7 separate regions of the Mus musculus genome follow, and regions 2, 3, 4, 5, 6 and 7 are each linked to region 1. A link is a contact called in public Hi-C and promoter capture Hi-C data. All regions are on one chromosome and are shown on one strand. The core of a region is the stretch at or near the end of the contact, and the rest is flanking DNA. Distances in the headings are between cores, read along the strand shown. Region 1 holds the start of Eif1 (eukaryotic translation initiation factor 1). Region 2 holds the start of Map3k14 (mitogen-activated protein kinase kinase kinase 14). Region 3 holds the start of Nmt1 (N-myristoyltransferase 1). Region 4 holds the start of Psmb3 (proteasome (prosome, macropain) subunit, beta type 3). Region 5 holds the start of Rpl23 (ribosomal protein L23). Region 6 holds the start of Gpatch8 (G patch domain containing 8). Region 7 holds the start of Grn (granulin).

The links. Promoter capture Hi-C pulls out the DNA fragments that hold promoters and counts their contacts. A called contact is a pair of places that touch in the nucleus more often than the background predicts.
Region 2: a Hi-C map of B cells shows a contact between it and region 1, with 6 read pairs. The contact joins the promoter of Map3k14 here to the promoter of Eif1 in region 1. A contact is called at or near these places in 2 of 39 promoter capture datasets (liver and pre-B cells) and 1 of 484 Hi-C or Micro-C datasets (B cells).
Region 3: a contact with region 1 is called in a promoter capture Hi-C map of pre-B cells, with 7 times the contacts expected there. The contact joins the promoter of Nmt1 here to the promoter of Eif1 in region 1. A contact is called at or near these places in 2 of 39 promoter capture datasets (liver and pre-B cells).
Region 4: a promoter capture Hi-C map of pre-B cells shows a contact between it and region 1, with 12 times the contacts expected there. The contact joins the promoter of Psmb3 here to the promoter of Eif1 in region 1. A contact is called at or near these places in 2 of 39 promoter capture datasets (cranial neural crest and pre-B cells).
Region 5: a contact with region 1 is called in a promoter capture Hi-C map of pre-B cells, with 7 times the contacts expected there. The contact joins the promoter of Rpl23 here to the promoter of Eif1 in region 1. A contact is called at or near these places in 3 of 39 promoter capture datasets (hippocampal neurons, liver and pre-B cells).
Region 6: a promoter capture Hi-C map of pre-B cells shows a contact between it and region 1, with 4 times the contacts expected there. The contact joins the promoter of Gpatch8 here to the promoter of Eif1 in region 1. A contact is called at or near these places in 2 of 39 promoter capture datasets (liver and pre-B cells), 1 of 484 Hi-C or Micro-C datasets (B cells), 1 of 115 datasets of contacts at active chromatin or transcription factors (thymic regulatory T cells) and 1 of 9 other capture datasets (liver).
Region 7: a promoter capture Hi-C map of liver shows a contact between it and region 1, with 4 times the contacts expected there. The contact joins the promoter of Grn here to the promoter of Eif1 in region 1. A contact is called at or near these places in 2 of 39 promoter capture datasets (liver and pre-B cells) and 2 of 9 other capture datasets (adipose tissue and liver).

The regions. Positions count from the first base shown.
Region 1 is chr11:100,318,265-100,321,703 of GRCm38.p6, reverse strand. It overlaps Eif1 (eukaryotic translation initiation factor 1), which reads right to left and starts at 1,755. Exons shown (of 4, transcript NM_011508.2): 1 at 1,544-1,755; 2 at 875-1,038; 3 at 655-756; 4 at 1-387. The coding sequence starts at 1,574. The coding sequence ends at 343.
Region 2 is chr11:103,265,548-103,268,986 of GRCm38.p6, reverse strand. Map3k14 (mitogen-activated protein kinase kinase kinase 14) reads left to right here and starts at 1,586. Exons shown (of 16, transcript NM_016896.3): 1 at 1,586-1,649.
Region 3 is chr11:103,027,036-103,030,474 of GRCm38.p6, reverse strand. Nmt1 (N-myristoyltransferase 1) reads right to left here and starts at 1,932. Exons shown (of 12, transcript NM_008707.4): 1 at 1,773-1,932. The coding sequence starts at 1,903. It also overlaps a transcript of Dcakd not described here.
Region 4 is chr11:97,701,928-97,705,366 of GRCm38.p6, reverse strand. It overlaps Psmb3 (proteasome (prosome, macropain) subunit, beta type 3), which reads right to left and starts at 1,933. Exons shown (of 6, transcript NM_011971.4): 1 at 1,877-1,933; 2 at 1,395-1,579. The coding sequence starts at 1,879. n-TNgtt8 (a tRNA gene) reads left to right here and starts at 2,845; the gene lies at 2,845-2,918. It also overlaps a transcript of Pcgf2 not described here.
Region 5 is chr11:97,780,544-97,783,982 of GRCm38.p6, reverse strand. Rpl23 (ribosomal protein L23) reads left to right here and starts at 1,544. Exons shown (of 5, transcript NM_022891.3): 1 at 1,544-1,639; 2 at 2,094-2,177; 3 at 2,521-2,649. The coding sequence starts at 1,627. Snora21 (small nucleolar RNA, H/ACA box 21) reads left to right here and starts at 2,217; the gene lies at 2,217-2,344.
Region 6 is chr11:102,554,464-102,557,902 of GRCm38.p6, reverse strand. Gpatch8 (G patch domain containing 8) reads left to right here and starts at 1,745. Exons shown (of 8, transcript NM_001159492.1): 1 at 1,745-1,823. The coding sequence starts at 1,779.
Region 7 is chr11:102,428,926-102,432,364 of GRCm38.p6, reverse strand. Grn (granulin) reads right to left here and starts at 1,858. Exons shown (of 13, transcript NM_008175.5): 1 at 1,825-1,858.

The DNA.
Region 1 (3,439 bases), core at 506-3,005:
AGGGGACTCTGTCCAGGGAGCCCCAAGGAGCCTCTGGTCAGACATAGCCTCCTGTGATCTTGGGGTTCTTGGCTTGGCTGAAACCTTGTCATTGCTTTGTTCCAGGGTGGACACTGCCAGGGCTTACTGCTCAACCTGTTTAAATGAGGGACTTCAAGACTACACAGCATGGCTCTTTTCAGTTTATTGCATGAAGGAGTTACACTAGTCCAAGTTAAAAGCGGACCCCAAATGATTACATTATACAAGCTGTGAGGTTTTTAAACTTGTGACAAGGGACAGAAGGGAAATTCTACTCATTGCAAGGAAATCCTCACTTAAGCTTCAGAGAGCCACAAGCACTTAAAACCCATGAACCTTCAGCTGATCGTCCTTAGCCAGCCCAATCTGCAAAAAGAGGACAAGGGAGAGGGACAGGTTACATGACGTCAACAGATTCTCCCATATACACCTTGCAAGGAGTCCCAATAAAGAAGAGTACTTCAGTCTATCCCAGTAGACACAATGGTTCAATTGACCACTGTTACTAAAACTTCCCTATGCCACCCCCAAGTACTGTTTGAAAGTGGGAATGTCTACATGTATTTAAAAGCTCAACTGTAAGGATTAGAAATTCAGGAAACCCATAATGCATTGAGGGCGGCCTAAACTCACCTCTATCAGGAACTGGCATATGTTCTTGCGCTGGTCACCCTGTAGCTGAATTACTTCTCCATATTCTGGATGCTCAATTACAGTACCATTGCAGGCAAATTTCTGCAAGGACAAAAGGATGCAGCATCTAAGAGGCCATGCCATCAACACGGACTCCCTTGACGTTTGCACCCTCTCCCTTGGTAGACCATACAACGTGCTCTCTCCACAGCAGACCCACCTTCTTAAACGCCTTCACTAGTTTCTTTTTATCGTAATCATCAGCGATCCCTTGGACAGTGGTAAGGGTCTTCCTGCCGTTTCTCTGTTGAATTCTTATATGGATATAATCCTCAGTGCCAGCAGGAAGCAGGTCATCACCCTTACTTGCATCAGCAAAGGGGTCTGTGAAGAAATAATCCGGAGGTGTCCTTTGTTGTCCCTCCGGGAACTGGCCAGTACTAGAGCTAGCTTTCTGCTCTAGGCCAGCCCTCCCGCCAAGGCTGATCACGTGCTGGAGAGACCTAGTGGGCAGGCAGCGCCCCACCCGGCTGATGCAACCTACCGGAAGCCAGGCTCCCGAGGCGGGGCCTTCCCTCCCAGCTCCGAGACAACGACGGTGACGTAGAGGACATGACGCAGGGGTGGCGGGAGGGGGCGGGTGTGGCTCGCCGAGAGGCAGGAGCCATTAGTAAATGCGCCACCCGAGACGCCGGGCCCGCCCAAGGGCTCACCTCCCACCCGTTTCTTCCGGGCACCCTCAGAGGTCGACCCTGGGCGCAGATCTCGGTTCCACGGGCATCACCACCCCTCCAGCCCGAGCTAAGATGGGCTCGCCGCGCTCGGCGGCTCTCCGAGCTCCGACCCCGCCACCCCCCCCCCAGGCCCGCGCGACCTTCCCCAGGCTCACCGAAAGAGTGGAGGTTCTGGATAGCGGACATACGATACGATTCCTTTTCCTCGGTGGAAACGGCCTGCGGAAGGCGGCTGCGGGAGAAGGCGGGCGGGGGGGACGGAGCGTCGGGAAGCGAGGGGGCTCGAGGGGGAGGCAGCTGAGTCCTCGGCGGCGGCTCAGTGACTGGGGCGGAGGGGCGGCGCCTGTATTCACTTATATAGCCGCCCCTGTGACGCCAGCGCGCTGCCCTCACGTCTCGGCCCCACCCATGGAGTCAAGCTCCCGGACGCCCGAGCGCTGCGGCTTCCTATTGGTCGGGGGGCGGAGTCAAGGCTTGACGCGTGCGCACTGGGTTTGGCCTGGAAAGGATGTTCTGTTGACTCAGGGAGGGGCGAGAGGGGGGAGGGAAAGCTTGGTCCGCCTGCGCGCTTGCGCAGTGGGCATGGTAGTTGTCTGAGCGGCCGCGAAAACTGGCGGAGGTTTCGAGCGCGCCTGCGCCTACCGCACGTTCTACCATCTTGACCCTGTTGGGGTCCTGGCACTAGCTCTGAGATGGGTCTTAGGGTGAGGATCGATTTGCTTTAAAGGGTAATTACGTGCGGGTCCTCCAAAATTCGACTGATCCAGCCACCCATCAACCTACCCTTCTCTGCACGTATTCACAGATATAGCCATTTAATCAGCATAAAATAACGTGATCAAAATTTGGACCTTATATAGGGTATCATTTGGATTAGCATGTTTTAAAATTGGTAACCAAAAATTATTATTTAGATTAATTCTTCTAAGGAAGGAAGTAGTCCCTTAGGTAGGAGTGGGGACCCCAGGAAAAAAATGTCCAAGCCTCACAGGATGCCTTTTGTCCTACAAGCCTGTGTGTGAGGTAAAGCCTTTGTAGAGTCTAGGTGAATATTTTTTTCAAAGCAGTTAACCTTTCTTTTTGTTTTTTCAAGACAGGGTTTTGGCTGTGCTGGAACTCTATAGACCAGGCTGGCCACATGGGGTCTGCTTTTGCCCCATGAGTGGTGGGATTAAAGGCAAGTGCCACCGCGCACACCTTTAATCCCAGCACTTGGGAAGCAGAGACAGGCGGATTTCCGAGTTCGAGGCTAGCCTGGTCTACAGAGTGAGTTCCAGGACAGCCAAGGTATACAGAGAAACCCTGTCTCGAAAAACCGAAAAAAAAAAAAAAAAAAAAAAAGAGACAGCCAAGTGTGATGTAACTGGGTTTGTGGGGGCCAATAGGAGAACCAGAGGCTGATAACTACTGTGTCAGACTTTATTCAAATGCTCCCCAAAGAGTGGGTGCTTTATATAAAATCTCTTAACTTAAAAATACTGCCAACTTCTAGGTATGGTGGTACATCCCAGCTCTCAGGAGAAGGAAGCCAGAGGAAAAAGTTCAAGGTCAAGTGAATTCAGTACTAGACTGGCTACTGTCTCTGAAGAACCAGAAAAATAGGCCGGGTGTGGTGGGGCACGCCTTTGATCTTAGCACTTGTGAGGCAGAGGCTGGCAGATAGATGCCTGCGAGTTTGAGACCCAGCAGATCTATACAATGAGACTTTCAAAACAAGAAACTGCTGGATGGTGGCACACACCTTTAATCCCAGCACTTGGGATGCAGAGGAAGGTGGATTTCTGAGTTAGAGGCCAGCCTGGTCTACAAAGTGAGTTCCAGGACAGCCAGGGCTATCTATACAGAGAAACACTGTCTCGAAAAAAAAAAAAAAACAAACAAAAAACCAAAAGGCCCAAAACAAATACAACAGAGAAAAAAAATGCCAAAAAGCACCACACAATTCCAACAAAAACTTGCAAGCTTAGTCAGGTGTGGTGGCACACGCCTTTAGTCCCAGCACTCAGGAGGCAGAGGTAGGCAGATCTCTGAGTTCAAGGCCAGCCTAGTTT
Region 2 (3,439 bases), core at 337-2,836, 2.9 Mb before region 1:
CTAGGGGTGAGAGGAGCGTTTTTTAGAGGCCCCCAGCCCTTTTTATTTTCTTGCCTTACCATCTCTCAGCTGGCCACTAGCAAGATATGTCCCAGAAACTGACATATAGGTTCTGCATATACTGAAGTATAGGCTCAGTGCAAGTCACAGCCAGAAAGGCTTCCAGGGACAACTCTTGACACGGTTGACACTAACGTAACAATGGACTATGGGCAACTGCAGGCTTTGCTCTAACATATTTCTGGCCCAGGGGAGAGGGGTGAGTCTCTCAGGTTCTCATCTAGTTGGCTTTGTTTCCACATAGAAGTCAGGCTATGCAGCTCAGACTAGCTTCAAACTTGTCATCCTCCTGCCTCAGCCTCCTGAATGCAGGCCAGGTTGTGGGGTTTCCACATTGTCTAAATGAATGGCCTTTCTCGGTGTCCAACAACAGATGTCGGCTTGAACTTGTCTCCAGAAAGAAGCTAGGTCTGCAAAGTGGTCACAAGCAGACAGTGGTCTGGCCCTGGCTCAAACCTTTCCAGACAGGCCGTTCCTTATTTCTCAAACCAGCCAAGAATATGGCTGCCACTCCCACCATACCACCAGTCCCTGCATCTGCAGTTAGGATTCCTTGCAGAGTCTCTAAGGTCGCAGCGCATCTTTTATTCTGGAAACATTTTTTTAAAAAACACATATTTGTAATTTCTTATTACCAGTAAACAGAAGCTTGTGGTACAGTAGGAAGCCCATTAGCAAAGTTAGAAAAGAAAAAAAAAATCCATAAATTCCCTACACTCTTTCCCGGCCCCATAAAAAGGGCACTGTAGAGAGCACGTTTTCAAAGACCAAGTCTTCCTGACTCTGTAGTTTAGAATGGATCCCGTGCTCAGCACACACACCATGAAGCTTCTCGGGGTGGAAGGAGACTGTACCACATCTGCACACTCCCTTAGAGCGTTTCAACACCCGGTCTGTCCTACATAGGCCTTTGGCTCCCCACACTTCTCGAGGGTAGGCAGAGCAACCTCATCTCCACACACTTTACAGAACCGGGCTCACTCTACGTGCTCCATAAAAATGTTTCTGGCCCCACCAGGCCCCCACGAAGCAGCCTCGCCCTCAAGCAGAAAGCAGAGAAACCCAAGACCTCAGAGCGAGAGCGCCCCGCCGTCTCCAAGGTAACCAAAGCCGAAGCCGGGAATGCCCACGCATGCGTACAGTCGCCCTTCCTTCCCGTAACCTCAAAAAGAATGCAGCCCGTAAGATTTGCCAGAAGGCGAGAGCGCATGTGTAGTTCAACCAACACCCTGGCCTCCTTCGCCTACAGACCGCCCATCCACCCAGCCTTCGGCGCTGGATACCCTGGCCGGAAACAGTGCCCATTTTGGGGAGGCCTCGCTAGCCAATCGCTGCTGAGGAGTGGCCGGCAGGCCGACCGGATCAAGGCGTTTTATTGGCTAACTTATAGGAATGGGTGGGATCAAGGGTCGCGGTGCGGCCAAAGAAAGGAGGCGGGAAGCTAGCAAAGTCGCAGCCACGGGGGGAGGCGTGGCCCGGGGCGGGGATAGGCACGGGGGCGTGGTCGAGGAGGGGCAGCAGGGGCCCGGAGCGATCGCTGGCCAGCGAAGCGCCACACTCGCTTGTTTGAGGACAACGGCGCTCCGCCGGTAGGTGACTGGGCAGAACCCCGAGTCCTAAAGCGGGACGCCGAGGGAGCGGGCGGGGAAGGGGCGCCTCCCAGGCGGGGACTGGGTTGCAGCCGGGCTGTCCACGAGGGATGGCTGGGAGGGGTGGCCGGGTGACTACGGTCTAACCCGCTCGCACGCTCAGCGCCATCAGCGCCACGCTCGAAACGCCGTGCTCGCCTAGAACCTCCAGGCCGCGCACCCACGGGTCACACGCTTGCCCGGAACGCGCGCGGGTACTGTCTGCTTCCCTTTCCCCAACATCCGTGCCATCGAGTTCAGCCGCCCTACTGGCAGACCTGGCTCCTAAGTGTCCCCCAAGAGAAGGTGATCGCTCCACTGCCCTAGCAGTGACATGAGCAGCCTTTCCCTTTGAACTGCTTGGGATCACTTGTTCTGAGAGGATCACTGCTCTGGGCACTCAGTAGAGCAATGCTAGTCGCTGATGGTGCTGTCCTCCCTCCTCGATGGTCCTTACCCTTCTCTAATTCTGTGTTCTACTCGGAACTTTTGGAATCTGTTTATATGTACTAGTCCCGTCCTGGAAGCTCTTCCCGGCTCTGGCAACTTTCAGCCACCTGTCACCAAGTGAAAAGAAACATTTGTCTGAGGCAGAGATTCCCACCTGCTTTGGAACCTCATCATGTTCATTAACTTCAGACCTCCCCCCCTCCACTCCCCACCCCCCAGTTGAGATTAAAAGATGGCTGACAGCCCTAAAGGATGGATAGGGGTGTGCATGGGCTGTCAAGTGGATGAGTGGAGAAAAGTTTCAAATATCAGTGTCTTAATGACATGTTGTTGTTGTTGTTGTTGTTGTTAATTGGAGACAATGAACACTAATGACTGGATTAAGGGCGCTAAAAGAATGAACTGAACGAGGAGTGGCACCATGACCAGTGGACTTCGGAACACTGGCGAGTATCTAGAAACATAGTCTCTCTGAAAGATTAGAGGATTGTTTCCTAACTTCAGTTCTGCAGGGTTTTGCTTAGTAACTTTCCCATTTAGTGGTAGGTGTGGTCAGATGCATAGACTGTTGTCCAGTTGGTAAGCGAAGTACCTGAACCAGGTGTGAGGGATGATATGCCTCGTCTGTGGCCTCAGAGCCATGAGTGAGGGTGAGTTCTCCAGATCCCTGAATAAGAACAGCATAACCTAACTTTGATAGAGAAAGGGGGGGGGGTTGGGGTGATCTTTTTGCTGTTAATGTGAGAGGATGCTTTGAAGACTCTTGACTTGCTTATGATGTATGTGTGTATTTCCTCTTGTATTTAAAGTGATGTCAAAGGCAATTCCTTTGGATGGATGCCAGCTTTATGAGTTTTTCAGACGCCCTTAAGACATCTTGAAAACTAGGCATGGTGGCACACACCTGTAATCCATCACTGGGAGGCTGGGACAAGGAGGATTTGTTGTGACTTTGAAGCCTGTCAGGGCTTCATAGCAAGGCCCTGTCTCAGAGCACCAGAGAGGAAAAAGAAAGAAAGAAGACATCCTGATTTATTTGGAAGAGTGTGATAAATTTCTCAGAACAGCTCATAATAATAGTTAGTATGTCTGACTTTAATTTTAGAAATAAGTGCCCAGCTGTACATACCCAGAAATACATACCAGAAGTTTGTGAAATCAAATAGTACTACGTGATCAGGCTTCAGGCTTCAGGTCATTTTCGGATTGTTTTTGGGGTGGATGGAGCAGTTCTGAAGGTTGTTGGTTTTTTTGTTTTGTTTTGTTTTGTTTTGTTTTGTTTTGTTTGCCTCTGGTGTCTG
Region 3 (3,439 bases), core at 683-3,182, 2.7 Mb before region 1:
TTTCACACTCAGCCCTCTCATCTGAAAGATTTCTCCCTCAAGAGGCCTGTCCTGTGTTCCTCCAGTGCCTACTTCCTCCTTCTCAGCTCTTCCATTCTTGGGAATAGCTGTCTTAAAGGAGGCTGTTACACTGGATCTGCTGTGAATTACAACCACAGAACAGTCGTGAAATCAAGGCTGGCAAGCTTTCTTCTCTGCCACATTCTTGTGATTTTTGTTCCCCCCCATGCTGGTGAGAGAACAAGAGGCTGGATTTTTTTTTTTAAGCCTAAAACTCACCACAGTCAGATTACTGATCATTTAATCCTTTGCTCAGCCATCTTTAAGACAGAGGAATAAATAGAGTGTAGCCAAAGGTTACAAACTTCTATCTTCATCTCAACTTTAACTGGGGCTAGGGGGAAGCTAAGAGCTGCCGGCTACAGCTAATGGCAAGTTGGCTATAACAAAATCTGGCTATAAAAACCAAACTACCACCAGGCAGTGGTGGCACACGCCTTTAATCTCAGCACTTGGGAGGCAGAGTCAGGTGGATCTCTGAGTTCGAAGCCAGCCTGGTCTACAAGACAGCCAGGGCTACACAGAGAAACCCTGTCTCAAAAAACAAAACAAAACAAAACAAAAACAAAAAACAACAACAACAACAAACAACCACTCAATCACACACCCACAAGTCTCTACACAAAAATATACATATGTATACATACATACATACATACATACATATTGGGTGGGGGCGTTAGAGCAGCAGGAAAATAATATGAACTTAAATACATCATTTTTCGTGACTGGCTTACTGATGTACTGATTGGAAAAACAAAGACAAATACAAATTCTCAAATATCTGGCCCATTTCTTCTTCTCTACTAACAAAAGACTGAAATTACTTATAGTAAGACCCTGACCTACACAGTGACCTGTAACAGTACTAATCCCCATACCCGAGAGACAAGAACATCACCCCAAGTTTGGAGTCAATCTGTTCTACATTGTATGCCCCAGGCCAGCCATAGCTACACAGTAGAACCTGTCTAAAAAGGCAAAACATAACGAACAAAAAACCCCAGGGAGACCCTAAAGTACAAGACGTGCAGTAGTACCCCACAAATACCACATGTTCTCCAAGAAGCAACATCAGTTTATTGAAGCTTTGAGGCCCTTCACTAAATTAACAAAGTGAAGGTACAATGAAATTGACTCTTCACCGATTATTTGAGGCAACAGACACTGAATAAATCAAAACATCACATCACTAATAACATAGGATCATAGTGAGTTTATATTTCGGACTTGTCTGGCAGTTATATTTTACAACATAATTATATGCATGGCTTGTATAGCCTAGTGAATTTCCTCATTGAGCGTGAACTACAACGAAATGTTTTATTATTAGTTTATGGCTAGTCACGTTTCTCATACACCTTTATAAGTAACGTTCCTTCTGAACCGCAGCTTCTAGATTGCTCTGCATTGTACTACTGAAATCTACCGTTCAAAATGTTCTTTTCCCCCATCGTGCCTAAAGCAAGGGAGTGGTACACTAAACAGAACTTTTATATAATAAAAGTATTGCATGTCTCCGACCCTTAATATCTGAGCACCCATCCTGGTAAGTGACAAAGACAAAAACCAATCGCTAGGTAGGATCTCAATGGCTTAGCCAATAAGAACATGGGGGTGGGGTTAGACTAAGCTCCCGGTGACTTCCCCGCACCCCAGATACCCAGCTTGTGGGAGACCGGACAGGAATTGGGCTACGATGATCTCGTTACCTCCTGTTGTGGCTGTTGTCCTCCTCGTTCTCGCAATCGCTGCAGTGCTCATGGCCGTTTCCATTCCCTTCCATCATCAGTGGCAACGAAGGTGCCGGCAGCTTCACTGCTGTCTCACTCTCATCCGCCATCTTGGGTTGCGAGAGCCGGACTCCGCGCCCCGCTACATGGAGGGCTCCTATTGGACAGAGGAAGTACGCGCTGTATTCTGGGTTTTGTAGTTTGTGTGAAGAAATCTGCCACTAAGGGTGGCTTGTTTTCAAAAAACTGTACCGATGTGGACTACAAAACCCAGAAATCATGAAGGGACGCTGCCTTGGGAGGAGCGGGCAGCAATTCCGGAAGCCCCTAGGTTCGGCCGCCCTCTGAGACGAAGGGCGCTGTACGCCTTATAGGGTGGTCGCGGGGCACGCTGGGAGTTGCAGTTCCATGTTGAATTAGAGTTTCGCAAGTAAAGGGCTTGCAAAGTCCAAGGTTTTCAGGCCGCCCTTGGTAATCAACAGGCCACAGATGAGCCGTTATCGGCTAACGTTAAGGACCGTTACCATTCCTGGGTAAGTGAAAGACACTGAGGTTCATGGCTGCGATTCTCCAGGAGCTCAAATGCCCTTACAGAGGACTTTCCTATAGGTTTGCTCTCGGCTGCCTTCCCTACTCCAGCCTTTAGGGAGACCTGGGTCTTTGGAAATCTAAAACCGAGAGGCAGTGCATTGAGGTGTGTGGAACACTGCCCCCGAGCCAAAGACTTGATTGCTTGCAGGGGAGGCTTACCATTTCTTGGCTTCTAATTTTGCACTGCGCTCTTCTTCACATTTCCCTTTGATTCTCCTCTAGAGCCTTCCATAACAAGTCTTTTTTTTTAAGATTATGATAATTACACCATTTCCCCACTTCCCCTTTCCTTCCTCTAACCCCTCCCATATACACCCCACCTTGCTCTCAAATTCATGGCCTCTTTTTCTTTAGTTGTTGTTACATATGGGTGTGTGTGTGTTTTCCTAAATATATAAATATAGCCCGTTCAGTAAGCATAATGTTGTATGCAAATGATTTCAGGGCTGGTGTGCCTGGGAAGAACTATTTCCTCCCCCATTTTTAGCCTTCCTTAATTGCCTGTAGTTCTTAGTCTGGGGTTGAGGCCTCACGAGCTCCCCTACTCCCAACACAAGACTTTAATGAGCACTTACACGCCAGGCTCTGGCGTAAGACTTTTTGTACCTGAATTCCTATAATTTTAACAAGCTTAGAATGTGTTATGCCATTATTATTCCTTTTTCACAGATGAAAAGACTGTTCCAGAAAAGTTGGTACATTGTTTGTAGGCGGCAAAATCTGTCTATAAATCTGTATCTACCTACTCTGTGCCCTCTGTAAGGCTTCACCGTCACACCAGTCACACTGTTGGATCCAGGCAACTTCCAAGGACGAATCAGTTATAGCCAGGTAAATGCAGCATCTATCTTAGAATTGCCTAAATGCTTCTGTCCCTCTGGGCTTTGTCCTGTAACTAGCTAGTCTAATCATAATCCTGAGAAGATTGCCCAAAGACAAGGGCTTAGAGCCTTCCTATTTGTGCTGAGTATGCTGGGTGGTGAAAGACTGGGTCTTACCATCAGAGAGCTGCAAGGCCGAAAAGGGAAATGACCTTTGCCTTGGTAAAACTGAAC
Region 4 (3,439 bases), core at 684-3,183, 2.6 Mb after region 1:
AAAAAAAAATAGAAAAATAAATAAAAAATAAAAAGGCACTGGAGAGATGGCTCAATGGGTAAGAGCACTGGCTGCTCTTCCACAAAATTCAAGTTCAATTCCCAGCCCCTACAAAGCACCTCACAACTACAGTTCTGGGCAAACCCAACACCCCTTTCTGGCCTCCTGGGGGCACAACATGAAGCTGGTGCGCAGACAGACATGTGGTCAATCATCCATACATATAAAATAAATCTTTTAGATATTAATAGTAATAACAATACAGAACATGAGGGCTTGGGTTTGAGGATGTAACTCAATAGCATATCATGTGCTTAAGCTTTCAAAATCCTGGTTTCAATTTCTAGTACCAGGGTTGGGGGTCAGGGCAAGACTTGACTCTTGACCTCGATGCTCAGTGAATCAATGAATGAGTCTTTCTTCAGCAACTCACAGCATCCCATCCTTGAGATGGTGGGATGGGTCAGTGGGCAGTAACACCTACGCCAGGCCTAAGCAGCTCAATGCCTGGAACCACATGATGGAAAGGCAAAACCAACTTCTGCAAGCTGTCCTCTGACCTTCACACAGGGCTGTGGAACCCGGGCATACAAACAATAAAATGATAATAATAATAATAATAAATGTAGAGGCTGGAGAGATGGCTCAGGCATGAAGAGCACTGACTGCTCTTCCAGCTTTCTATCCCCAGCACCCACATGGTGGCTCACAACCACCTGTAATTCAAGCTGGGTCATGAGGGTTGCTGGGGGGGAAGGTTGTCCAACAATCTCTTCTAGCCTCTGCAGTCACTGCACACATGTGGTGCACAGACACACATACACGTAAAATAATAATCAATGAATTGTGTTTTTAAAGTTCCCACCACCAACCACAGCGATCAGAACCAGCACACTGGGGCCATCACAGACAACCCGTTTCCCCTCTCAGACCCTCCCATCACTCAAATCACATAAGCACTGTCAACTAGGTAAGTAAAGTGGGCAGTTAAAACCCAACAGCTCATCATGGTTAGTTATCGTTCGGTATGTCTGCTTTGCCAGCCGCCTACTGGTTTAGCGAGTGCCCACGGTCTTTAGAAAGACCTACAGTAGGATTCTGGCTGACGTTCATTACTGTGCATCTTGAAGGAAGGTCTCAATTTTTTTTTCAATTGCAGAATGAGACGGCTCGCCAGTAATATTAAGACGGTGATTAAGGGACTCCCTAACAAAAATGCTTCTTCACAAAGAGCAGAGCACAAGGTAATGCCAGAAAAACATAGGTTAGGACCCATCTCCGTAACGCTGTGGTGTTCAGCTGAGTCTCACACTCAATCGTGGCTTTTGGCAGATGGCTGATATCGGGCTGCTCAACGAAGAAACCTGGGTGAAGGTGGGGCTGGAGACACTTACACTGTCTGGACGTCAGTGGCCAGGCCGGCCAGGCCTATGTAGAGCCTGTCACCCATGGGAAAGATCTTCTGGAAGTCCGTGGTCACCATCTGGGCCTGGATCCCGAAACGTCTGTCTGCAGCGATGGCCACACAGTTCTTTCCCTTCATGGCCATGACGGCCCCTCCATTATAGGACATAATAGACTGGGGACAAACAAATCAAGGGGCTCAGTTCGTGGAGCTAAGTGGGACCATAACCTTCACATCAGTTCTGGTCCCCAAAGCTCATATACCCGTGCCCTCCACTCCGGAGGAGCCAGGACGCCAGGAGCTCCAGCCCTGAGATGGGCCCGGTGGGGCACCCAGGAACCGCACTCATCTGCACGGTACTCCCATGTGCATTCTACTGACCACCAGGCTCTCCCCGTCCCGAACCCAAGCACTACTCGTCCTTGCTTTCAGTTCCCATCCCAGACTCCTTTCCTTACTCCCCGATCTCACCATGATTGCGCTGGAGTGGAAGCCCGATCCCCACAGCGTTGCCTGCAAACCGGCTCTGGCTTTCTCAGGGTCAACGCTCTTGCCGAATCCTCCCCATTGGCTGGCGGGCCGACTCGGATTGACTAGTTCAGCTTTCTATTGGACACTCATGCCGTCAGTCACAAATATGCATAGTTTGGTTGAGACACCAAAACGGAGGTATGGAAAGCGGAAAGTGAAAAGTCACTGTGAGTGCGGAAGAGCCTACGGTCCGGGGCATGTTGGGATCTTGGCGGACCTGGAGTTCGGGCCATCCCGTTTAGGGGCGGAGTTTGCAACACGTGGGCTTGGGACAGGCCTTGTGGGGCTGGTGCTGTAAGCAGAGTAGGTAAGCTGGCGCTTACCGTGGTGCTGCAGGAGTTAGGCATTTTACTCAAGCTACCCGACTTCCAGTGTTCATTCACAAATCCTTACTGTTCACCGGGATTTTTGCAGGCGCCAATTAACCTATCGGCACCGAGTATACCGAAGGCGCCCATTCTTTGCAGAATGGGAAGATCGTGCCGAGGGTTCGTGCTAGGAGGGTTTAGTTCCAGAATGGAGCTTTTGTTTTGTTTTACGGGAGTGAGCTACAGGTTGTTCAGCGTTTGGAGTCTCTCACTCCCAATCCCTGCTGGCCGACAGACGTAGCCCTAAGTCTCTGTTCACTCTACAAAGGAACGTTCTGTGCCACATCCTAGACACTGACCGAGGATAGCCTGGGCCAACGGCTCCAGGGCAGCCCAGGTGGGACGTGTGCATCCCTTGCTTTCCCTTCCCTTGCACAACCACTGTTCCCTCCGCCACAGCCTCGATTCGCTGTTCTTCGAGATCAGATTTTGTTCCGCTGGGTTTCTAAGCTACTGTAACTGCTTGCGTCGTGACTGGTCTTGCGCCATATCGGCTCAGTACTATTGACTCGGCTCTCTGCCTCACAAACAACTGTCACCGTCTCTGTGGCGCAATCGGTTAGCGCGTTCGGCTGTTAACCGAAAGGTTGGTGGTTCGAGCCCACCCAGGGACGGTCTCGGCCTTTTTTTTTTTTTTTTAAATCGCAAATGCTCCAAAGCCACATTCGGTACCGAGGTACCAGAAGCAATAATTGTGATACACCAACCCAGATGGTCACTGTATTTAGAAATCCGTCTATGGTCAGTGAATGGATCTATCCCTAACGTCTCCTCACCACCTCTCACTATTCTTTCTCCCAATCAGGATGACAGAAAGGCAAAGCCAAGTTTCTGTCTCACTGCCATGTTTAACAATGCAATTTTCCTTGGATTAAGAATAAATTTTGCTGCGGAGGTTGGACAGCTTCCCATTGTCTGCATCAGTGGACGATAGCAACTTGAAAGAGGAAATCTGTCCCGGTGGATGGAAACAGTCAGGAAAAAAACCACAGGAACAAAGTGAGGGATAAAAGAGTGGAAGGAGGAAGAACCTAGCTGTGATCTACAGAGAAAGGCATACCATGAGGGGGCCTAAGTAGACAGTGCGGAAGATGGGGAAATAAATACAGAGATCAACAAAGGGCATCGTTTGCAA
Region 5 (3,439 bases), core at 295-2,794, 2.5 Mb after region 1:
TAGGGTCTCTACATTGTTCAGGGTGGCCTTGAACTTGGGATAGCATCTGAATAGGAGAGATGACAAACTATCAGGCACTAATGTTTCTATTGCAACCTGTCCCTTCACCTCTCCATACCTCACTGTCCTTTCTTCATAATACTTCTTCCCGTTTGACAACGATATACTGTATACTGGAACTCTCACAATTACTCCTATTATTTAGGTTTTTTTTAAAGATTTATTTATATTATTTATATGAGTACACTGTAGCTGTCTTCAGACAGACCAGAAGAGGGTATCAGATCCCGTTACAAATGGTTGTGAGCCACCATGTGGTCACTGGGAATTGAACTCAGGACCTCTGGAAGAGCAGTCAGTGCTCTTAACTGCTGAACCATCTCTCCAGCCCACTCCTATTATTTAGTATCTATTACCTGCCTCCAACCTCTACCCTGGCAGAGGAAAACCCATAAAGGCAAGAATAATGCTCTATTTTATTCCCTCATGTAATCTGGACAGAATCTGGCCCTGATATAAGTATTCAACGCACATTTGAATGAATGTTTCAACAGAAGGTAAGGAAAATAGGGAGAGGTTGAGGTAGTAAAAGGGGAAATTAATATTAATAAATTAAAACATGTCCAGTCGGGCGTGGTGGTGCACGCCTTTAATCCCAGCACTTGGGAGGCAGAGGCAGGCAGGCGGATTTCTGAGTTTGAGGCCAGCCTGGTCTACAGAGTGGGTTCCAGGACAGCCAGAGCTATACAGAGAAACCCTGTCCCCCCAAACAAAACAAAACAAAACAAAACAAAACAAAACAAAACCTGTCCATCTTGATTATAAGCAAGCATAAACTATCCTATATTTAAGCTTTACGAAATTTTGCACATCTTTAAGAAGCAACAAAGCCAATCAATCGGTCACGGTTAGCTGTGGGCTAAGTCTAAGAATAATTAATAATAAGGTACTGAGTTGTAGTCCGAGCGGCTGTGTGAATGTCACTAATAGAGTATTGTTAACTCTCATGACGAAAGAATGTTATGGTACCAAACACACAGACTCATCTGTAGCGCTCCACTTAATTGTTCCACAGCCAAATGAAACCATTCTGAACTTGCTCTTGCCCCATGTGTCTGTTCTTTAGGAACCCTTACAGAAGAATTTATTTTACTCATGTATTTATTTGTTTTGAGGAAGGATCTCATGGGTAGCTGAGGTGATGTTGAAATCGCCGCAATTCTCCTGCTTCAGCTCCCACGATGCCGAGATTATTGGCGAGCACCACCACACCCGCAGCAATAATTTTCGAATCCCTGTTATCCAGAGAGGGGCTTGGCCACAGAGCTCAAAAGAAGCTGTTAAGCAAATTTTAAAAAGCCAAAAGGCAATGTGTCCATATCGCCAATTACTTCCGAGGCGTTGGGTGTAGCCCCAAAATTACTCGCCCCTACACATCTTAAGCGCAGCTTTCCCACGCAGAACGGTCCCGCGGAGGCCCAGGCCTTTTACGTCATCTAGCTGCGACCCGGGGAGGGAGGCGGGCTGGACGAGGTCCGGTCACGTGGCTGAGTGGGCGGGGCCTCCCGTTCATATCCCAGTGTCCCCTGTACTAACTTCCTTTCTGACCCTTTCCGGGCGTTCAAGATGTCGAAGCGAGGTGAGGAATTTTGAGTTTGGGGATCCGTTGGCATCTGCCGCGCGGGATGGCCCGCCCATCCCTTGGCGACGGCCCCCGGCGGCGGTGATAGTTTACAGTCCCGGGGCCGGAGATAGAGAAGATGGGGGCACCGCGGAGGCCTAGAGGGAGCCCTGAAAGAGGGCGATGCCAATGGTGTTGAGCTGGTGTAGGAGCGGAGCATGGGGCCGAACGGAGAACGTGGGGTCGACGGGACTGCGCGATATCTGCGGTCCCCGCAAATGCAGACGAGGTTGGAGCCTCGCAGTCTCCTTCTTCCGCAGGAGGATGCAAATAATGGGCACGGCCGGGTCCCGTGACAAGTGCGTGGTAGCCGGGGAGCGGCCGGCCCTCGCCGAAGCGTGTGCGGTGGGTTATAGTTGGGAACTGTGAGACCGAATGTGGACCCTTGTCCTGTCTGTTTCCCTCCCCGCAGGACGCGGTGGGTCCTCCGGGGCGAAATTCCGGATTTCCCTGGGTCTTCCGGTCGGAGCTGTGATCAACTGTGCAGACAACACAGGTGAGGCCTTCGGCCGCGTCCTGCCACCGTCCCCTTTTAAAAGCACTCAGTGAGCCTTTTGCTAGTGACCCACTGAGCCGTCAAGAAGGGGCAGAGTGAAAAACACCACTTTTGGGTGAAGTGGCAACGTGTTGTGTTGTTTAACTTCAATCGGTGTTGTGACAAGACACTTCTGAAAGATTACTTACAAGCCCGATGAGTTTTACGAAAACGGTTTGTTTTGGTTTGTTTGTGTTCATGCTTTTCTGAGACTGAGTTACTTGGTGTATAGCCTTGCTGACTCTATATTGTGAATTCTGCCGGTCTCATACAAAATTTACTTTTGTTTGTTTTTTTCCTATAGGAGCTAAAAACTTGTATATCATCTCTGTGAAGGGAATCAAGGGACGGCTGAACAGACTTCCTGCTGCTGGTGTTGGGGACATGGTGATGGCCACAGTTAAGAAAGGCAAACCAGAACTAAGGAAAAAGGGTGAGCGGGGAGGAGAGCTTGTTTTTTTGTTTGGTTGCTTGTTTTGGTTTGTTTGTTTGGTTTTTTTTTTGACAGTGTTTTTCTGTGTAGCCCTGGCTGTCCTGGAACTCACTTTGTAGACCAGGCTGGCCTCGAACTCGCCTGCCTCTGCCTCCCAAGTGCTGGGATTAAAGGCGTGCGCCACCACGCCCGGCCCTGGGAGGCTCCTTAAGTCGTAGTGGAAGGTAGAAGTTCTCTGGGTGTTGGAAGATGGGATCTTAATTCTGTGGCTGTCAAGGAAGCTACACATGTGAGAGCCTTTGAGATCAATGCCTCAGCTCCCTGTTTGAGACAAGGCTTGACTTGGTAGCACAGGCTGGACCTCAGTGTTGGGCTTACAGACACGGCCACATGTCTGACTGCTGCGGTTTATGGAACACTTTGTTTTTTCTCTAATTAGGGTCTTTTCCGTCTTTCATGCTATGTAATCTGCCACTCACCTGGCTAAGTTCTTCCCCTGTAGTAGACTATGTAGTCTTACCAGAAAAGATCTTCAGTTGGTTGTCTGTCCCTAGCTGTCAGTGCAGATGACAATGTGAAATGGGTGTATTTTTGTGGGTTGTTGTCCGAACACCTGGAAGCAGACACATTGTCCAGAGGCCTTGTGATAGACACTGTACTGGGAGCTGACTATTGGTGTATTAACTACCCTGAAATGTGTTCTCATCAGGTAGATGAACAGACCTCAGAACCTCCTCTGCCTTGAGTGTTCCAGCTGTAGAACTTTCTTGGCAGGATCTCACTGTAAGCT
Region 6 (3,439 bases), core at 496-2,995, 2.2 Mb before region 1:
TGGGTAAGAGCACCTGACTGCTCTTCCAAAGGTCCAGAGTTCAAATCCCAGGAACCACATGGTGGCTCACAACCATCGATAATGAGATCTGACTCCCTCTTCTGGAGTGTCTGAAGACAGCTACAGTGTACTTACATATAATGAATAAATAAATAAATAAACAACAACAACAAAAATCCCATGATTTGTTTGGTTAGCATTTCTAGAGAAAGTCTCCAGCTGCTACCTGAGTGAGAAAAAAAAAATGATTTAGGCTCCAACTGCTTTCTAGATTGCTTTGTGACCAGTCCCTTGGACTTTCAGCTCTGCCCACACCCTCACCTTCCCTGGTGCCAGGTACAAATTCCAGAGGCTTGCTAGCTGACTAGGGAGAGCTCCAGGTTTAAGGAGAGACCTTGTCTTAAAATCAGGTAGAGGGGCTAGAGAGATGGCTCAGCTGTTAAGAGCTGATACACATACATACATACATACATACATACATACATACATACATACATTCATTCATTCATGTAGGCGAAGCAGTCTTACACTAGGTAAAATTAAACAGCCCCCCCTCACTCCCCCACCCTGTGAAAACATTAAAGAAAACAAGAGCTGGAAAGATGGCTAAGCAGTTAAAAGCACTTGTTCCACATGCAGAGCACCTGGGTTTGTTTCTAGCACTGACATACATGGTGATTCTTAACTGTAACTCTAGCTTCAGGGGATCCAATGACTCTGAACATGAATATATATGTGTGGAGGGGGGAGAGGAGTGGGAGGGGGAGGGAAAATAGTAAGAAAAAAACGTCAAGCTCTTGGTAGCCATGTGTTTAAGTTTCTCTCTTCTTCAAGGTTGTGATCCCTTTGTTATGCCTTGATTTATATGTAGCTTTAAGATAGGTCATTCTTTTCATTACAGTCCCCCCCCCCCACAGTGTCACTTAGATTTTGTTATTTGAAGCAATGTCTTATAGCCCAGGCTAGCTTTGAACTTCCTATGTAGCCAAGGATAAGCTTGACTTAATTTCCCCTCAGCCTCAAGCAGGAATAGACACTCGTTTATATTTACAACTATTAGGTTAATTTATTGGTTATCTGACTTCCTGCCTGGAATGGAAGCCCTTTGAGAGATTTTTTTGGTACCTCTTAAGTAACATTATTATGTATTAATTTTAAAAATACCCTCTTTGGACATCGGGGGGCGAGCCTCTACTACATAGAGAGCTACAGGAAACCCTGTCAACAAAATAACAAAAACAAAACAAAAAAACATTAAAAGTACTCTAGCTGTAAAGTCAGATCTCATGCTACTGTATAGCATTACACTGTATATTATTACAAATACGGGATGGGCTTGACCGTAAACAAGAGCATAAGAAAGAAAGACTTCTGAACACTGCTAAGGGAGCAAGTGAATACTTCCCAGGCCCCCAAATGCTCTGCCCTGCTGATCTTTCCCTCCGGAAGCGCTTACGCGCGCCGGCGCGAGTGCGCATGCGCGGCCCGCTGGGGTCGCTCGGGGCCGGGCGTGAAACCGAGCGATGTGAGAGGAAGGTTCCGCCTCCAGGCCTGCGCGCCTTCGGGATTCCCGTCGGAACGAATTCCTGTTCCCTCCTCTTCCCAACACCCCCCCAACAATCCCTCGCCAAGCACACATCCTCCACCCCCCTCCCCACGCCTGCTGCGCGCGCCCGGTGGGCGTGGGAGGGGGCGTGGAAACAGAGAGGGGGCGGGCGTAGCGGGAGGGGAGGAGCGAACCGGAGAGCGTCGTCCTGAGGAGGAGTGAGAGCGGCAAAATGGCGGACCGCTTCTCCCGCTTCAACGAGGACCGAGACTTTCAGGTAAACACGGGCGTCGCCGAGGACCACCCACGCCCCCGGAGGGCTCGCCGCGAGCCCGGGGCCGCCTCCCTCCCGGCCTCCTGGCTCTCCTTCCTTCTGCTCTCCGCTCCACCTTGCAAGCCGGCTCTCGCCCCTTCCTGCCTCTCATTTCTCCAGGGGCCTCCGGGGCTGAGATGAGGCCGCGTCCCCGGCTTCATCCCTATTCACGCCGCTTCTTCGGCTCGGCTTTCCTCCTATTTTGCTCCTGGCTTCCCGCTCCGCAGCCGGGCGCTTTGTGGGGGTTGCGCTTTGCTTGTCTCGGGGCCTGTGCAGGCGCAGGGCCGGCCCGGCCCCCGGGGGAGAGGGCTGGGGCGGGGAAGGCTTGGGCCAGCGGTTTTCAGGCCGGGGCTATGGAAGCCTTGGCTTTTGCTCGCCCCGATCATCCTGGGGATCGCCTCTCCGTTTTCCCATTGTGACAAACAAGCCCTTTATCGACTGTCTAACCTAGTCTTCCCCCTGGTAAAGGGCGCCCTTTCTTATCAAAGACGCCTTTTTTGTTGAGGCGAGCCATTGAGCTTTCTCTGGGCATAAATAACTGCTGTTGTTTACAGGCCGTTAATTGGGTTGGGGACAGTAAGGTATAGGTCTGTGGACTGGCGTAAACTTAACTTCGAGACCTACCAAGATTTGTAAAGAAGCATAATTATGGCCTTTCCAAGCGGGAGTAAATTCGTTCCTAAACCTTGATTTTTTTTTTTTTTCTTTCTTCGTTTGCAAATGTTGATCTGGGAAAGATGTCCGTGGGGTGGCAGGCATTAAAGAAAAAAACAACAAAAACAAAACAAAACAAAAAAACAAACAACAAAGGCCGAATTAGAATCATTAGGCTTTTAGATATTGAAATTGTTACTGCAGGCATAGTTGGGAGACAATAAGGGATTTAGTAGCCTTTGGTTATTTCTAGGTAAAATACATCCTCAGTTGCAAATCACTGCATTACTACCGCATCTCCTGGCAACAGCAATTTAGGTCAAGGGATGAGCCTCCGAACTCGAGTTTTTGTATTCCTTTCAGCTTCCTCAACGCACCTCTAGCTGTGTCAGAAGGCAATTTGAAGGGTTTGAATTCTTGGAGATGATTGGGTTGATAGACAAAGCAATTTCAACTGGTTTAAAATCAACACTGTTAAATAGTCTTAGGTGTAGAACGCTATGGGAAGTTTTGCAGCAGTAAGGGATTTGGGAGTTGCTGAAAATGCCTTGTGGTCATGTGCCTGCCGCAGAAACTGCAGCCCAGCACAGCATCTTAAGGTGTTTTAAGGATTTATCTCAGGTCTTCCAAAGTTTGAGGTGGACATTTGATACCCGAGAAGGAAGGCAGGCTTATCTTTCTTTTCTTTCTCCCTATATCAAGCCCTATGAAGCAGGTATAAAGTATATACGCTTTATTACTATTTTTTGTTAATTTAAAATTATTTAGGAGACAGTAGATGACGAAAACCTTCCAATGCTTTTCAGAGAAAAGAATTTCAAGGTGACCTAATAAAATTGAAAACAGACAGTTTTGAGGAAAAATGGCCCTCAAGTATTTCAGCTGGCTCAAACGGGGTTTTGAATGAAGATATTGAAAACTGGCTA
Region 7 (3,439 bases), core at 609-3,108, 2.1 Mb before region 1:
ACAGAGACTGGATCAGCCTTAAAGCTAACTTCATGGTGAGCCCTTCCCGACATCACCAGGGCACCTCAAACGGACCGCCTCCGTCTCTCCCCCCTCAGAAACCGAAACTCAGCTGCAAGTGGGAAGACCCAGCACAGTGCCTCACTGCCTCAGCAGGAGGAACCGAGCCTCTCACTTCCCTAATAAGCCTTTCCCCAGCCCAGCTGGCCTACCCAGCAACCCAGAATGACCCAACAATATTCAAAGACCCTCTAGGGAGTCTTTCTCCCTCTCCTTACTGTATTTCTCTGCAACAACTATGCAAAACAGTAATTATAATATTACTTTCACTTTTCAAATCCATGCCTAAGGATCAAGTCAGGGAAAAAAGACGGGATATGGGACTGGGTTCATATGCCAACTGGTCTCCCTGAATATTGTCAGAGAAGGACCCTGAATCCCAGAGGCCAGAGGTCCAAACAGGACAGGACAGAGCATTTTTCTGGCAGGTGACCCAAGCAGGATAGAAACAGGGTGGGAGCCGGGCGGTGGTGGTGCACACCTTTAATCCCAGCACTTGGGAGACAGAGGCAGACAGATTTCTGGTTTTGAGGCCAGCCTGGTCTACAGAGTGAGTTCCAGGACAGCCAGGGCTACACAGAGAAACCCTGTCTCGAAAAACCAAAAAAAAAAAAAAAAAAAAAAAATAATAATAATAATAATAATAATAATAATAAAATATTTAAAAAGTAGGTACAGAGACTTGGGTTTTAGTCCTGGAAGTGACACTCTATGTCAGAAATTGCTCCCTGTGTCTCAATTCTTCTCTGCCTGGACACTGGTGGCTATGAAAGACAGGAAATGCCACCCACACATGGCAGGCATGCTTTTGATCCCAGCATTTGGGAGGCTGAGGTAGGAGGGTTGCAAGTGCCAGGCCAACTTGGGCTATAAGGTGAATCCCAGGCCAGCCTGGGCTACATAGAAGGATCTGCCATCTTTCTCTTTCCTTCTCTAGGTCTTTTCAAGTGCCCTTTCACCTAATTCAAAGAACATCCCAGAGGCCATCTCCTAACCAGGAAGGGGTAGGGAAGACCCAGTTCCTCTCAACGGGGCTAGGGAGTGGTGAGCCCCTGGCCACCTCTACACTACACAGCTAGGGAGAACTGGAGCCTTTCAAAGCCCTAGCTCCGACATCTTCCACTAGGTGGCACCCCCCAACTCTGAGTGTCGAGGGGAAATGAATTTCCTAAAAGGTGAGCCAATCCAGATGAGAGGCAGCGGGGGAAAAGTGGCGGGGAGAGGCGGAAATTAGCTCTCTCGCCCCCCAAGAAAGGAAATAAAGCTGACACAACCCAGGGACTCAGCCATCACGCCCTGGTCCTGCTCGCAACCCCTTTGAGCTCTGGGGGCCAAGGGCCGGAGATCCCCACCCAATGCACGCCGCCGCAGAGAACACTTGCAGCGTCCGAAAGAGAAAGAGCCGGACCTGGAGACAGAGGTGGGAAGTACGGACAAGAGAGGAGCTGGCCCAAGAGTGGGGTGGTTCCTGTCCTGGAGAAAGGCCTGCAGCTTTCCGACATGCTGGGCAAGAGAAGCCTCTTATTGGGGGGGAGGGGGTGCGGGGAGGTGTCTCTACAACAACTGCCCCCACCCCTCCAAAAAAGAAAAGAAAAAAACAACCTCGTTAGTGCATCAGAAACCCCTAGGGGAGTTTCAAGAGGCAGGTCTTCTCTTGTCTCTGAGCTGAGACTCCAGAGGACCCTCAATTGCACAGGCAGCCTGGTCAGGCCTCTGGACCTCTGGACAGTAGCCGGGGAGATTGTCTGCAGAGGGTCCTCCTACCTGCGTCGGGGTCCGGGCTCCCTGGGAGGCATCTGGCGGTCAGCTCCAGGACTAGGGCTTGGCCGCACGATGGCCCGCCCACCTCAATTTCCATTAGCCATTGCTCGGAGATCCAGGGCTTCCATTGGTTACTTGTCTACGTAGAGGCGGGACTCTCCTGGAATGCTGTGTTTCTTTTCTACTCAGTTCACATTCCTCCTCCCTTTCCTCTTTCTCCCCACACCCCATTTCTAGGGATCATGTGATTAGAGAATCATATGACAACATAGCCCGCCTCCCCCAGGGCAGAGCTTGCTGGTTTGGGTTCTGGCGGCAGAGTGTTGCAGAGATGAGACACCTCATGCCTAAGGGCACCCACAGTTAGGAGAGCTGCCCTGAGGGCACGCGTTCAAGGTCGTTTACTGGAGGGTGTCTGCTTCTGGATCGGGACTTTTGTACATTCCTGTCTCTTCACGCCTGGCAGACAAGGACTCGAAACCAGTTGGAAGATGGTTGTGAGGGTGAAGATAAATAGTCCCCAGGTTTGAATGGGGAGAGTGGCTTAGACTAAATCTAATAAAGGTTCAAGGGCGAGTACCGGGCACTGTAGATGTGTGTAGGGAGGAGGCAGGAGATTGGCTCAAACTGGGGGGAAGAAGAGATTTAAATCCATATTGATAGCACTGCATTAAATTGAAGCTGAAAGAATTTTAAGAGGCTGATAAGGTGGGACAGAGGAACTTGAAACTAGATTGGGAAAGACAGTGAATCCTTTCCTTGGGTAGTTTATATCTTGTTCTTTACAGACAGCCTCTAGCAAGGGTTGAAAGCCACGTTCAAGATAAGGGCATTAGCCAAGTGTGTGGCACTGCCTGTGGAGTAGGCTGGTGGCTGTCGAGATGGAAGGGGTTTCCTTGTTTCAGCTGTCCCCACCTTCGAGGAATTGTTATGGTGGGTGAATAGAGACCATGGGGGTCAGCCATACAGTTCAGGACAGTGGGAGTCTTACATAGAGAGGAGTGCATGCAGGGTTGTGGAATTCCGTGAGGGCTTCTTACACTGGAGTCCCAGAAAGTGTGTAAGACTGGTGCATCATTCTGCATCCTGATGGTGTTAGCATAGGTGTTCCATGACATTCATACAGGTGTCCCCAGAACAGACCATTGCTTATGCTTCTAGTGAGACACAGCCATCTGCGGAGGCTGAGGAAGGGGTGCTGCTGAACCCCAGGAGTTGGAAACCAGACTCAGCAACATTGCAGCTCACCCTCTGAGTCAGGGTTTCCTGTGTTCCAGACGAGCTTCAGCTTGATAGATAGCTGACACAGAACTTCTCAGTTTTCTGCCCCCATCTCCCAAGCGCCACGATTGCAAGTGCAGATTGCCGTGTTTAGTTTCTGTGCTGCTGGGATTAGACCTAGGGCCTTGAGCATGCTGAGCTACAAGTGCTACCAACTGAGCTACATCCTAGACGCAGCACTGCCTCAAGGGGAAATAAAATGGGGAGCAGGTAAAAGCTTAACAAACCTGCTTCCTTTGTTTCACAAGACAGAAATGACTCCCAGAAACCACGACTTCTGACTTCTGCACACACACCATAGCATTAGCGCACCCCCAGACTTACATACGCAATCGCT